Linked DNA regions of Ovis aries: region 1 is linked to region 2. A link is a contact called in public Hi-C data. All regions are on one chromosome and are shown on one strand. Each heading gives the region's core, a stretch centred on a gene start, on an enhancer-like site or on the middle of the called end of the contact. The rest is flanking DNA. Distances are from core to core; before and after follow the strand shown.

Region 1 (4,386 bases), core at 124-2,623, 450 kb before region 2:
CCCCCAAAGCAACGTCTCGGTGGTAATTTACACTTCTGGAACCGTCAGTCACTCACACGTTAGTGAGAATGGTGGCAGACCAGAGGACGACCACCAGATTAACTTTATTCCAAGTCCCCGCGGCTCCCCCAGGCGACTGGACCCGCGGCAGGGTACAGGCCTCGGGCCTGGGAGGTTACCGGGTTCAACACGTGGTATTTTTCGAGCAACGAAATGCACTTCCTCCCCGTCCTGGGGCGCCGGCAGGAGCCTGGGGGTGGTGGGAGTGCCTCCACCGACTACCGGAGAAGGGGTCTCGGCGCTCGACACCCCCCAGGATCTCGCCGCTACCGGGGGGGGCGCCGCGTGGTGTTAGAACCCAATCTCATCCACCCTCCGGGCGCGTCATCACCCTAAAGTTTGAGCGCTGCTGAGGCCGAGAAAATGGTCGCGGAGAAGGAAGTGGCCGGGCGCGCGAGGGGCGTGCGGCTGCCGGCGGCGCGGGGCCCGGCCGGCGCGGGGATCCGGGGTCCTGACGCCCCAGCCTCGGCCCGCTGGCCTCGGGTTGGGTGACATGCCCTCCCGCCCCCTCCCCCCCGGGCCCGCCGGCCTAGCCCGCCCGCCGCCGCCTGAGCCTCATGGCCGCCCGCCCGCCCGCCCGCCGGGCCCGGCTCTCACCGTCCGCCGGCTGCTGGAAGTTCACATACGCGTAGCCCAAGGAGCGGCGGGTGATCATGTCCCTGCAGACCCGGATGGAGAGGATGGGCCCGGCCGGGCTGAACTTCTCATAGAGCATCGCCTCGGTCACGTCGGGGTGTAGGTCCCCCACGTAGAGCGAGGCCATGGGGTAGCTGGGGGCGCTGGGGTTCATCTCGGCACGGCTGCCTGCAGGGCCACAGGCCGCGCGACCTTTCCCGTCAGAGAAGGGGAGCGAGTGCCGGGGCCGGGGGGCCGGAGCCGGGGGGAGGGGAGCGGGGGCAAGCGCAGAGGGACAAAAATCAACCGGAATCGGGAACTACTCAACGGCCGCAGAACCGGGTCGATCCGCTGCCGCTGGAGGCTTGGCTGCTGGCTGCCGGCTGGGGAGCGAGGGTGGCGGTCTCGGGTCCGGGCAGCGGGAGAAGGCCTCGGTCTCTTGGTTCCTTCTTGGAGCTGCTGCGGGGCCGCGGGCGGGCGGGTCGGTCTCGGCTGCTTCACCGGGTTATTTTATAAAAGAGGAAGGAAAAAAAATAAAAGTCTCCGGCGGGGGAGACGCGGATTTTTTTGTAAATTTTTTTTGGGGTTTTTTAAAAGATTTTTTTAGATTTTTTTTGGATTTTTTTAATAATAAATGTGTGTTCCGAGCACGGAGCACACACTCCGCACTCTCAGCACTAACCGCCGGGGAGAAGGGGAAGCACCGCCTCCTGTACCCTCTACTTATACCCCCCGCCGCACTCGCCCCGCCCCCCGCGCGTCTGACGCCAGGGCCCTACGCGAGCGTCAGCGCCGGAGGGGGAGGAGACAAGGAGGCGGAGGGGGAGGAGGGAAGAGAAAAACAGGAGGAGAAAAAGAGCAGAGAGGAAGGGAGAGGTGGCGGCGGCGGCGGCGGCGGCTGCTGCTGCGGGTGTTGGGGGTGGGGCTGGGGCGGAGGGGCGGGGCTTCTGCGCACGCGCCGGGGTGTGGGCGGGCCCCGCGCGGCGTAGGGCCCATGGGGGAGGGGAGTGGAGGGGAGAACCGGCTCGCGGGCGGCTCTCTGAGGAGTCGGGTGGGCCGGCCCCTCCTCCCACACACCCTGCCCCACCTCCACCCGGGAGAGGCGTTGAGCCGTCACCAGGGCGGTGGGCGGGGCGCGGGGCTTCCGGGTTTCTCGGCGCTTAACTACCCCCCACGTGCGCCGCCGCCGAGGGCCCGCTTCCCGCCGCAGCCAGTCGTGTTCCACTCGCCCCCACCCCCACCCCCGCCCCCTAGGGCCGCCGGGCCAGAGTGGGCCGGCGTGATTCCCACCAGGCCCAGTTTCCGCAACGTGGGCGAAAAGGAGCCCAGGCTGGCTCCCCGGTTCTCCTACCAGACCGCACTACGAGTCCCAGCGGGCAGCGCCGCCACGCGCCTCGGCCGCGGAAGCGGTGCCTGCTGGGAGCTGGAGTCCTCAACGGCCGCGGTGCTCGCTGACCCCCAACCGGCCGCGGGTCCTGGCCGCCCGCTCGGGGACCCACCCACCCCCGCCCCCCGCAACCGTTCCAGCGCTGGACCCGGGTCGTGCTTCCAGTAGAGGACCGGCGAGCGGAGGGGCCTTCGGACTCCCGGTCCTCTCCTTTCCGAGCCCTTAAGACTCTTCCCGGGTATCCCATCTGGGCGCTGTCGTTGGTCAGCGTGATTTTCACTTGGGCAAACTATTTTGAGGTCTTTGTCCGTTTCCCTTTTTAAAGTATCGTGATCACAATTCACTTAAGAGGCTAGGGTGGAGTCACTGATTTCGTGCTACTTCTGCCAGCAATTTGAAACTGAGAACAGGACTCCAGAAAAATGTTTTCCTGCAAAGTGCGAGTCTGTCACAGTCGTACGTGGCTCCACAGACTTGGAACCAGGCAAAATCAGAAGTAGTCTAAACGAAGTATTAAAAATGTGTACAATAGTTGTGGAGTTAGTTGGGGGCTTTAATAGGAAGGCTAGCTGTAATGAATCAATTGCAAAAATACCAGTTGATAGGAAAGACATTAAATCAACATACAAATCCCACTTCAAAGTAGTACTGTACTTTACAATTTTTAAAGCTTTAGCATCTTTTATTCTCTACAGCAATCTTGTGTGGAAGGTGGAGCGAGAAGTAATAATTTTATTTTACTGTTAAGAGAACGGTCTCAAGTTAAATGATTGTCCAATTCATTCTTTAATTCAATAAACTTTAAAGCATGTTAAATATATTTTTGGTTGTGGACTGGGTACTTTATTCTCATTTAATTCAAATTTAAACCTTCAGAATCCCGCATAAGTACTATTTTGCCCCTATCTTGGTAGGAAGAGGATAATACTGATATTTTAGAAAACAAGTCACCTTATGTAGTTTATTAGGCAAAAGAGCAAGACTCGGGACTGAGGACTGTGCGTTAGGAAGACAGATCTTAACCTAGATGACAAATCACCGTTCACTCTATTAGAACTCTCTAGTTAAAGTCAGTCCATCCATACGTTTCTTGAATACCTACCAAGTGCATCTGTATGTGAGGAAGATACTTGAAAGACAAATTTCTTTCTTCAAGAGGCTTCTAATGAGCTCTCTGGTAATCATATAAATATAAGCATTACAGTGAGTACAGTAAACACCCAATCCCAGTGTTTTATCTGGCTGTGATGATTTTCTATTAGATTCTAAATTTGTTTTCTTAAAAAAAAAATGAGGATAGAAATTCCATTGTTTACTTTAAAAGAAAATATGATTTCATTTTAGTATTTAAATTACTGAATTGAGTATAAACAAAAATCAGACGAATGAAAGAAGATGTACACTCTTTAGAAGAAACGTGAAAGGAAATCACCTCCTATAACTTGGAAATTCGATCACACCAAGAGCTGAAACTACCAAAAAAACATATATAATTGCTAAGAATATCCACACTGCTGGTAGAGAAAGATGAGGGTGCAATTTCTGATGGAGCTCACTGAAACATCATTGTAAGTAATAAAGGTGGGGAAAAAATGGTCTGTTTTGAATCTAGAAAATTTTGTCAGAGAGCGGAAACTTTGGCAAGCGCTCTAAAGTGGCTGTGGGTCCTCCAGTCACTAGAAAGGGCTTACTCTCAGGTTTTGCTGCTGCTGCTGCTGCTGCTGCTGCGTGGCGTCAGTTGTGTCTGACTCTGTGCGACCCCACAGACAGCAGCCGAACAGGCTCCTCTGTCCCTGGGATTCTCCAGGCAAGAATACTGGAGTGGGTTGCCATTTCCTTCTCCAATGCATGAAAGTGAAAAGTGAAAGTGAAGTTGCTCAGTCGTGTCCAACTCTCAGCGACCCCATGGACCACAGCCTACCAGGCTCCTCTGTCCCTGGGATTCTCCAGGCAAGAGTACTGGAGTGGGTTGCCATTGCCTAGCTGCTGGATTAAATAACTCACAAGACTTCTCTTTGTTATAATCCATTTTGAACAAACAACCTCCCAATTACTAATTGAACCCCCAGGCACCTTGACCCAGGAAAAGATGCTCTAGGTGGTAGACAAAAGTATTTTTGTTATTGGGAAGGTGTATGAGTTCTTTGTAGGTTAGTAAATAACTGGGAATCAGGTTGGTCAGGATTCCTGTGCAGCCATGGTTCTTGACATTCAGTTGGTGTCACTCTCATATTTTAGGGAGCTACAGCTCAGTCTGTACAAGGGAGACTAGAGGCAAAGTCCATCTGTGAGAGGAGGGAGCTAATAGAATCAGGAGGAGACAG
Region 2 (4,058 bases), core at 980-3,479:
AACACACAATACATTTATTAACTTCACCAGGAAAGAGTGTTAGCTTGTTCTGACTAGAACCTTAACTAGATAAGAGGTCAAAACAGTCACTGAAACACCCCAGTTTCTCCCAAAAAGAAAAAGGGGAACAACAACAACAAAAAAGCACACCCATAGGACAAGTTCCCACTAGCATTAAACATCAAACCTAAAAGTCAAAATACAAAGGAAGATCAATCCTTTTCTAGGAAGCCAGCTCAGCATTTCAAAAAATCACAAAATTTTTCAGTATGACTACCCTAATATAGGAACCCCATTCCCATCAAATAATGGTATATACAATCAGATGTGTTAGCCACTCAAGACTAAACTCCCATTTTTGTTATTTTTTTAAAAACCAAATCCTTATTAATTCCAAGTCAAATGAAATGCTTTTTTAAAAAGTGTATTTATGGCAAGTTTACAAACCTATTCCCATGGAAACAGATTTGGACACTTCTGCATTATTTGAATGATAGGTATTCAATCTTTATGATATCTCAATGTTTATAACATTCTTAGTGTCTCAATGTCTTAGTATCAGTACCTTAAGTCAGAATACTTCAGGCTTCACATGGATCTGAACTCTTCCACATGATGTACGACATGTATGTTAATACACTGATTATGGAGGTAACCTCTTAACTGTTTTACCCTGTATAAAATGGTAAGCTACTAATTCTAGAAGTTTCTTTGACATCTAGAAGTTATTAGCTGTTCTGCTAAAATATTCACGCAGTGATCTGAAACAAGCAACTTTTGCCGTTACCACTGCTGATAAAATACAACATTAACAATACATTTTCCCATTCTCATTGTCATCTCACAAAAGTAACAAAAAACACATAACAGCTTTAATAAAGAAAAGATTGTGGTTGCTGTTATTTTTAAAACAGAAAACACGAGGCAAAGGAAATTGAAATCAGTCTAAATGCGTAAGACAGGCCCCTAAGTTCTAGCGACACGCTTGCATTGATTTCCTTTTTGAAAGCAGAAATGCAAACGAACAAACCACCTGCTTTTGGACAGCTCAACTTAGGGCTTGCTCTCAAGCCAACTGAGTTTTCCACAAAATCTTAAGCGTAACTACGCATAACTTCTTGATTAAAAGCAGCGAACTGAGGGGCAAGAAGTCATTTACAAATACCTAAAAGCTGGCTTATAACTCTTTATTTTGTATGGTCTTCCGAGGGGGCTGTACAGAGGGAAGTAAGTAAAGCGAGTAATGAGTTCTTACAATATGGGGGGCTCTTACAGGAGGTACCAAGTATAAGCCTTGCCCCAAAAGAGCCTCCTAAAACCAAAACAAACGAGTAAGAAAAAATTTTTGGATCCAGGAAGTAGGATCATTTTCCATTAAGTATCTGAAAACGAAGAGGCCCGGGCAGTGAACAACTACTTGACTCTGGCTTTTTTAGTGAACTAAGTCCCTTTCGGAGAGGAGAGAGGATGAAAGGGCCGGCAGTTAGGTCTATCTTCGCCAGCACTTCGCTGAGCCCGGCTGTTAAGCCCGGCACACCTTCCTTCCCAGACCGGCCTCTCCCGCCTGGAAAAGAATTCCTCCTCTTTCTCGGCCACCGAAACCCCTACCTACCGGCCCCTCCTCACGGACCCCGGCCCGAGACACGCCTCCCGGGGGCCTCCGCTGCCCGAAACCCGGCCCCTTCGGCCACCGGGAGCTCAAGCTGAGGGAAACCGACCAGCTGCTGCCGCCAGCGGGTAAGGTTACCGCTCCGCCGCCGCCGCGGCCGGCCTGCGAGCCGGCCACCTGCAGGGCCTGGCGGGCGCCCGAGCTTCCCCTCCTTCCCGGCGGCCCGCGCCGGGACAGGGCAGGCTCGGCGGCCCCCAAGGAGGCGGGGCAGGCCGGCGGCCCCTCGCGACCCGCGCTGACCCGCCCGCCCCATCACGGCCCCCGCCGACCCAGCCGGCAGGCCCCCCACCCCGGCTCCCGGGCGTCCTGCGGCGTCAGCGCCGCCCCCACAGCCGCTCACCCGGGCCGGGACAGTCTTGCGTCGGAGAGACCGCGCAGCACGAGAGGGCTTGCGGGGGGAGGTGGCCGGAGGGAGAGGAAGGGGAGCGCGCCCAGCACCGCTTCGGCCTCCTCCACCCGCCAAGGAGGGGAAAGGCGAGAGCCGGCAGCACAACAGCCCGCGACTCGCACCCGCCGCCGCCGCGCGCGCCCGCCGCCTCTGCCTTGAGGGAGGCCACTACGCCTCGTGCTCGCGCACGCCGCGCACTTCTCCCAGTCTCCCCAGCGCCGCCTGTTCCGCGCAGCCCCCGCCCACTCGCCTTCCTGCCCCGGCCTCCCGCCCCGCCTCCCCATCGCCCCACCCGCACGCGCGCCTGCGCCTCTTCCGGTCTCGCGGGCCAATGGTAGCGCGTCCCTATTACATAAGTGCGAGGGGCGGGGCCTGGCCGGGACGGCGGCCTCTCAGAGACGGGAACGGCAGGGGACGTCGCGCTCTGTCCCCGGCGCCCCTCCCCTCCGGCGTGCTCCCTTCTAGGCGGCTTCAGCCGGCCCCGGGAGCCGCGTGATCTCGGTCCTTTCGGGTGATGGCCTGCAGTGTGATTCACAGGTCGCTTGCTCACTCACTCTGGCGGCGGCCCGGCCTCAGCCCCCGCGCCTCTTCCTTCTCACGAGACTCCAGTCTCGGCGGCGTCCTCCTGTGCCTCGGCCTGGCGGAGGCGTGGTGGTGGTGGTGGTGGGGATCCCAGGGAGGCGCGCCAGCGCCGCGGCGGCGTGGGTCACCGACCCGGGAGCCAGCCACCAGGGCGCACCGCCACCCCCGCCCCCAGTGAGGCCAGCGGGCCGGAGGCCCTTGCCTGGGATGCGCAGCCTTTGTTCTCTCACCAGCTGCCTTTTACCTCGTTCCCACGGAAACCCCAGTTGTTTGACCAATCTGAGGGGTTTAGTGAGTTCACGATTCACGCCTGACTGTCACTGAGAACTGCCGGCTAGACCTCCCTGACTGTTGCAAGCTGACTACTTAACAATATACTGAGTTGGTAACACTTAAGGGAATGGTTGAGATGATTTTGGGTCGGGGGCGGGGAGTCTTGATTTATGGGCCACATCAGGTAATTTCTAATATCTGAATCGAGCGATGGCGTTTGTAACGATGATTAAAGTTTATCTGGGAAAGACATGTAGACGTTGGTGTTTTTTTTTCCCCTCGCCCTCTGCTTCCCCCAACACACATTGGTTTCTAGTTAGAACTACAGATAAAACAACAAAGAAGACTTTGCATTTGACGTTCCCACCTTGCCCATAGCCTCCGCTCCCCCAGATTTGTCTCTGCGCAGGGAAATGTTAGTTGAACATAAACACAACGCAAGTTACCTGGATTGGGATATGTATAATCACAAAATTGTTTAGGGAGGAGTTAACTGCTGATGGCATTTACGTAGCATAAGACAAGGATCTGGTTGTTCAGTCCTTCCTTTTCACCCTCATTTCGGTTCCTCTTGCCTTTTCACGCCCTCCCTTCCATATTGCAGTTTTAAGTTACATGTTCAAATCAATATTTCTCCAGTATTCAATTGTAAGCTCATTTGTGCCACTATATACACAATGCTTAGCAGCATATAAAACATGGTAGGAATTAAAAGGACTTTTATTGACACATCATGAAGATGTAGCTTATTAATAGTCACCATAACCATAATAACTGTTAACCTAGATAATTTTATTGTTCCTTCACTGAGTCCTGTCTGACTCTTCGCAACCCCATGGACTGCAGCCTGCCAGGCTTCCATGTTCTTCATTAATTCCTGAAGTTTGCTCAAATTCATGGCATTGAGTTGATGATGCCATCCAACCATCTCATCCTCTGTCATCCCCTTCTGCCCTCAGTCTTTCTCAGCATCAGGGTCTTTTCCAATGAGTTGGCTCTTTGCATGGCCAAAGTATTGGGAGTTTCAGCTTCAGCATCAGTCCTTCCAATGAATATTCAGGGTTGATTTCCTTAGGATTGACTAGTTTGATCTCCTTGCAGTCCAAGGGACTCAAGAGCCTTTTCCAGCACCAAAATTCGAAAGCA

Evidence for each region. Hi-C and Micro-C count contacts between places; a contact is called where the count stands out from the background.
Region 1: a Hi-C map of blood shows a contact between it and region 2, with 5 times the contacts expected there. The contact joins the promoter of PABPC1 here to the promoter of ZNF706 in region 2. A contact is called at or near these places in 2 of 16 Hi-C or Micro-C datasets (both in blood).

Annotation. Positions count from the first base shown.
Region 1 is chr9:76,553,589-76,557,974 of ARS-UI_Ramb_v3.0, reverse strand. PABPC1 (poly(A) binding protein cytoplasmic 1) reads right to left here and starts at 1,373. Exons shown (of 14, transcript XM_060393490.1): 1 at 658-1,373. The coding sequence starts at 850.
Region 2 is chr9:76,101,296-76,105,353 of ARS-UI_Ramb_v3.0, reverse strand. ZNF706 (zinc finger protein 706) reads right to left here and starts at 2,229. Exons shown (of 4, transcript XM_015097897.4): 1 at 2,010-2,229.